2 separate regions of the Mus musculus genome follow, and region 1 is linked to region 2. A link is a contact called in public HiChIP or PLAC-seq data. All regions are on one chromosome and are shown on one strand. The core of a region is the stretch at or near the end of the contact, and the rest is flanking DNA. Distances in the headings are between cores, read along the strand shown.

Region 1 (3,065 bases), core at 366-2,865, 410 kb after region 2:
AAGATGAGAGATTTCCTGTTGGGGCTCTGTCTCCCCCTCATTCTCTTTCATTTAGATTTCCTACATAGACGTAGACATAGAAATTATGCACACATATACACACACATACATACACATGAAGCTTCTACTCCACTAGGTTTCCACATTATCCCTCAAAAGGCCCTTAGTCTTAGCTGTCCCTCTCTCTAGTCCCTCCTACACTCCCTATTCCTTCCCCCTTCCCATTTGAGTCTCACATTCCCACTCTTGTTTACCCATAGCTACCAACCTATTCTATTTCTCTTTCCTAGAGCTTCTGATAAATTATTTAAGTTAAGACTCTTATTTGAGAAGGCAAACCCATGTTCTTCAATGTCTTCTTCTTTCCTTGAGTGACCTTCTACTTTTAACAAACTGCATGCAACTCTACTCAATATATATATATATATATATATATATATATATATATATATATATATTCATCTCATTTTTAGTTTTTTTCTAATTTTGTGAAAATGAGTGTTTTACCTGTATATATGTGTTTATAGTGTGTGAGCCTGTTGCCCACAGAGAGCATAAGATGGAAGTAGATACTATGGAACCAGAGTAATGGATGTCTGCATGCTGACATGTATGTTTTAGAATCCAAACTTGGTTTCTCCAGAAAAGAAATGAGGATTAATGACCCACCCAACTCTTGTACTACCCTTTAGGCAGAAGTGTTGATCTATGTAATTGCTATAGGTTTATTTTTCGTTGTAAGGTACTGTGTGTCTGCTCTTTACTGTGATTTCCTTCAGTGTTTTTAGAAAAAAATGGATGTATATCTGTAAAAGGTCTTCACAGTGGTAGAAGGCACGAACTGGACTATGAAGCAACTAATGTCAGAGGACACTGAGGATCTGACATGACCATAGTTAAACAGAATACCACCATTACTTGAATAACTGCAAATTTTTGTGTTACTTTACATAAATCTCACTCTTATGTCATTTCAAGTAGTTCCAAACATTACAAGAGTAACATTCAGTGAGAGCTTTGCAGTAGCCCTGAATCTCAAGAGTTTGAAGTTTGCAGACCAGCACCCTTCTCAAAAGCCCCAGGCATAGAGCTTTAGCCTCAGTGATAATTGTTGAAATTTGACTGCTTAAACCTTCCAGTGCCGGGCAGTGGTGGCGCACGCCTTTAATCCCAGCACTTGGGAGGCAGAGGCAGGCGGATTTCTGAGATCAAGGTCAGCCTGGTCTACAGAGTGAGTTCCAGAACAGCCAGGGTTATACAGAGAAACCCTGTCTCGAAAAACCAAAAAAAAAAAAAAAAAAAAAAGAACCTTCCAGATACTGTCAAGATAGATGTTTTTTTGTTTTGTTTTGTTTTGTTTTTATGAAGAAGGTAATCTAAAAAACAAATCTTATTTCATACAACTTTGGATTCTTTGAAAAACAGTCCGATTTACTCTTTCAATTGCCCATTCGTGTTGTATGGTGTCTTATTTTGGTTTAATACACATGGGATCACAGAGGGCTTTTTTTTTTTTTTGTCTTTGTGGAAATAAATGAAAAATTATGACTGTAAGAGTGAAAGAGCCTTTGGAGTTGGAAGGCAGTTAGAAAAGGGAACCAAGCAACCATCCAGCTGTGGTATGAAATGTAAACATTGCCAGTCACCTCCACCCTTGACAACACACATCTGGACCTGACTGACCTAAACCTGATCTTTTCCTCATGGCTGAGACTCACGATGCATATCAAGAGGTTATCAGGATCCTGTTTTATGGAGTCTCTTGTTGTGTTTATACATTCTTTCTTTTTAATTACTTAACTTCTAGTCACGTAGCCCACGTTCCTTCATAACATGTAAATTCCCACATTGGCCTTCATCAGAAATGGATTCAGTTCTCTGAACTTACACTTAAATGGCAATTCCTAAAATTCTCTGAAATAATATTCTTCCTATCTTCACAGTTTCTGAGTTCACTTGTTATTATTATTCTAAACCAAGGTTCTATAACTGTGGAAGAAAATTAAAAGGGTCGATCCCATTCTCATCAGTTCTGTGTCAGCTGGGGTCAGGAAAAAATCAAAAGATCATGTGACAACTCTTGCTTTCAAGGGACAATATGAAGATACGGTAAACTTTCAAGTGATGTCCATGGGAATCATGTTCCAACAGTCTCACTACTCATTTTCACCATAGTGTTGTCTTCTCTGTATCAACCTTGGTTTGTGTGACCAAAATAACAGGACAGGAGTAAAGGTGCATCAGCTGTGAGATTCAATGAAGTAAGTGCTCTGTGGCTTCATTGTCCTGACACACATCAGACACACACACACACACACACACACACACACACCACACCACACTACACCACACCACACCATACACCCTTTTCCAATTCACTAGTTCCATCTTGGAAGGCACCCTAGGAAGATGCTCAGAGGAACAATAACTAGGCAACACCTAATGAGGAATAGAGAACTTCGCTCCACAAAAGACCTTAAAAAAACAAACAAACAAACAAACAAACAAACAAACAAACCAAAAACCAAAACTCTGCAGACCACATAAATCTTCAAAGTCCTTCATTCATTTCAAGCTACTCTTTAGACTGCCATACCTTATTATTCTCTGGCTTAGAACAAGCAGCTGTCAAAGGTCTGGTAATAAAAGTATATTGTTTTGAGCTTGACGTTTGGTAGCAACATGTTACGTGTGAATATGTAGTGACTCCATTACTCCTCACACTAATATTTCTGTCACACATGAGGAAGTAGAATACAAGTGCTACCTCAGAGGGCAAAACAGCAGAGAGAAAGATTGCCAATAGAGATGTGCATAAAACATGCTTGGGCATAGAATTTCTCTCCCCAGGGAGATCTCTGATGATACTGTGTCATGTATATTATAGTAAGCATTACCGCCTCTGTAATTAAATGTCTTCTGAATCATAACTTATAGAAGGTAAACAAATAATTTGATAAATAAAATGAATGTAAAATCTCAAGCACAATTGAGGCTGCTCATAATCACAATGGTAGCAGGAAAAGGGCGAAAGAAGCTAAGAAAATAAGGTGAATCAATTAAAA
Region 2 (3,000 bases), core at 167-2,666:
ATCTATCTATCTATCTATCTATCTATCTATCTATCTATCTATCTATCTATCTATCTATTATCCATTCATCTATTCATTTGTCCATCTATCTTTCTGTATGTTTAAAAAATTCCTTATGACACATATCATTCTTTTCTCTTTTCACGTGATAGTCAAAATAAATTTATCTTTATTGTAAAAAAAAAAAAAAAAGAAAGAAAGAAAAGAAAACAAGAAAAAGACATGCTCTCAGAAGCAGATCCCTGCAATTGCAACTTTCCACATCTCATCCGACAAGAACGCTGGAAATCCTGGCTGAGAACTCTGTCAGGGGCAGCAGCCAACTGTACAAAAGAGCGATGGAGTGAGCAAGCCAGCTTGGCCCCAGTGCACCAGTCTCCTTTGTGGCTGGCTACTCCACTCAGCCTCTGTTCCAGATCTCCCAGTCACTGCCTTCTGCTGCTCTGTGGATATCCCCTTCACTTGCCATTGTGTGTGTAGCTGGGCGAGGGTAGGGAGAGGTAGAGGCAATCAACAGCTTTGTAACCCTAGTCTTCCCTTCCCCTCAAACTCCCAGTTCAGTCACTTGCCATTTTAAATGAATTCATCACTGTCCAAAGGGTCCAGCTGTCATATTGGATGCACCAGGCTCCACTTGGTCGCACACCTTATCTTCTGTACCTTCTCTTCAATTCACCCACAGGGTTCTCTACATCACTGTTCTTTCCTTTTTGTAAGCACTGTAGTCCACCTTCATCCCTTAGTCTCATCCTAAGCTCCTTTGAATTGGAAGTCAGTTACCTGGCTGGTTTTATACTTTCCCCATCTCTCCTTCCAACACTTCCTTTCAGTCTCCACCAGCCTTCCATGGTTTGGTTCAGCAGTTCAGACCACTTGCTGCCCTTCCAGAAGACCCTAGGTCAGATCTCAACACTCATGTCAGGCAGCTCAAACCTACCCACAACCAGATTCAGAGCGTCCAGCTCTCTCCTGTCCTCCTTGTGTACCCTTACACATGTGACATACATGTCCATGGACACATACAAAGGGAATGAAAATAAAGATTGGTCCACTTATGTTATTTACTCTTCTGCTTTGTCCAAAGCATGTGGTACAGCAATCGTCTAAAATATATGGTGCTCTGCCTTGTCAGAGTCTCATAGCTCTAGCCTTGATAACTTTTACCTTCTATTATGAGTAAAATGTAGGCATTGTGACACCTCAGAAAGTCCGTGTGCTGGGCTGTGATATCTGCGTCCTTGGATAGCTCGGTCATGGAACTAGAGGGGGATTCCAGGCCATCTGTGTCCTCCGTTGCCCCACACCTAGCAAACTGGTTAGAGGTAATGAATCTCTCAGACATCCATAGAAGACATGGACAGAACTGTGCCTCTGATGAGAGAACTGTACATATGCTGAGCCAACACATGGTGGTGCTGTGGTCACATGCGTCAGAAAGGACTCCTTTGTAGGCCAAGTCCAACCTGACATATGTTGTGCTCAAAGGGTCTTTTGGATTCAGAAACACTTTAGTGTGGGGTGTGATGTCAGTGACATCATGATATTGTATCCAGAGGCTGCATGTGCCATTGAAACCTCAGATCTCTTGAGTGTGTATTTCTTTATCAGAAATAGGACTCTATCCTGCCTTTCTTTCAAACCCCAGGTCCTGAAAACTTTTTTTGTCCTGTTCTGCTTTAATATTAGGCCTCAGAATTCAAATTAAGAGCGTGGTTCTTTCAGGTACCCCTCTTTCCTCCTGGCCTGAGATGGTACATTGAAAAGAGGACATAACGTAGTAAATATTGGTTGTTTGTCGATGAGTTGAGGGACCAAATTATGGAGAAGGATGGTTAATATGGGCATTTCAAACACCATGCTTGGCTATAATTTCCCCCCTGAATTTATCAAGTCATATTCAGAGATATCAGCTTACATCATCCCTGGTAGAATTGGCCTCAGAAGGCAGAAGTAGGCAGAGTCCCAATTCCCAGTATCTGCTCTTCCCAAACTCTGTTTTTATTTTGCATAAGAAAGTGCCAGAAAAATTCACTTACATGCTGATACACATGGTGGAAGAGAAAGAGTTCTGCTAAGACTCAAAAGTCCAATGTCTGCTGTTTGAGGCCACTTGCAGGAAAGTTATTTTACCAATCTATACTTTGGTTCCTGTTCCTAATGTGCACCCACCTTTCATGCATCAATAGCACTTTTGAGTAGGATCTCTGAGATAAAAATTAAAGTTAAAGGAAGTCTACAGGTGGGATCTCCATATTGACTATAGTATGGCTTGACAAAAGAGCAAAGGGTCCTGGAGCTAGCATGCTCCTGCTGTGGTATGTGATGCCTGCTGTGTCCCTCATCAGATGCTGAGCAGATCCTGGTGCTGTGTGTTCTCTGGTCCATATTGTCATAAGCAGTGAATAGTGGAGACTTTGGGGGGTAAGCTCATATTCACCATGAATAGGTTTAAAGGACTCCTTTGTAGGCCAAGTCCAACCTGACATATGTTGTGCTCAAAGGGTCTTTTGGATTCAGAAACACTTTAGTGTGGGGTGTGATGTCAGTGACATCATGATATTGTCAGAAATCAGGTCTCTAGGATTTTGGTCTTGGGCTTTTTCCACTGAAGTAAGAGCTGTGCGAACTAAGTCTGGACTGCCCAGGTTACCTTCTTCTATATCTGAATATTTATTACACAAACAAAAACAAATGGAGAAAGGTGTGAGTGTGTGTGTGTGTGTGTGTGTGTGTGTGTGTGTGTGTGAGAGAGAGAGAGAGAGAGAGAGAGAGAGAGAGAGAGATGGAGACAGAGACAGAGACAGAGAGGGGGAGAGAATTGGTTTATCAATTTTCTTATAAACCTTGTTAGGTATTGAGGCTATTAACCTCCTAAAGGGAATATATGAGTTACTGCTAAGCATCAGTAGCATTCATATTGAGAAACACAATGAAAACAAAAGCAACAGAGGTTAGCATTTAATCCAAGTTGGAGAATTTTAAATGTTGAGTCAAAGGCAT

What was found. HiChIP or PLAC-seq counts read pairs in DNA pulled down with a chosen protein or histone mark.
Region 1: a RAD21 HiChIP or PLAC-seq map of pro-B cells shows a contact between it and region 2, with 9 times the contacts expected there. The contact joins two enhancer-like sites. A contact is called at or near these places in 2 of 15 datasets of contacts at CTCF or cohesin (large pre-B cells and pro-B cells), 8 of 484 Hi-C or Micro-C datasets (B cells, Th1 cells, bone marrow-derived DN3 thymocytes and 3 more) and 4 of 115 datasets of contacts at active chromatin or transcription factors (CD8 T cells, Th17 cells, embryonic stem cells and 1 more).

Annotation. Positions count from the first base shown.
Region 1 is chr15:9,860,361-9,863,425 of GRCm38.p6, forward strand. No RefSeq gene overlaps it. Among named protein-coding and RNA genes, the nearest start is that of Spef2, 110 kb to the left of the region's middle. Within about 2 kb of position 1,616, at least 10 of the 459 cell types and tissues checked have an H3K27ac peak or open chromatin away from gene starts, as enhancers often do. A contact at or near this core is called in pro-B cells, where this site is marked.
Region 2 is chr15:9,454,030-9,457,029 of GRCm38.p6, forward strand. The region is part of intron 1 of Capsl (calcyphosine-like); the gene reads left to right. Among named protein-coding and RNA genes, the nearest start is that of Capsl, 20 kb to the left of the region's middle. Within about 2 kb of position 1,417, at least 86 of the 459 cell types and tissues checked have an H3K27ac peak or open chromatin away from gene starts, as enhancers often do. A contact at or near this core is called in pro-B cells, where this site is marked.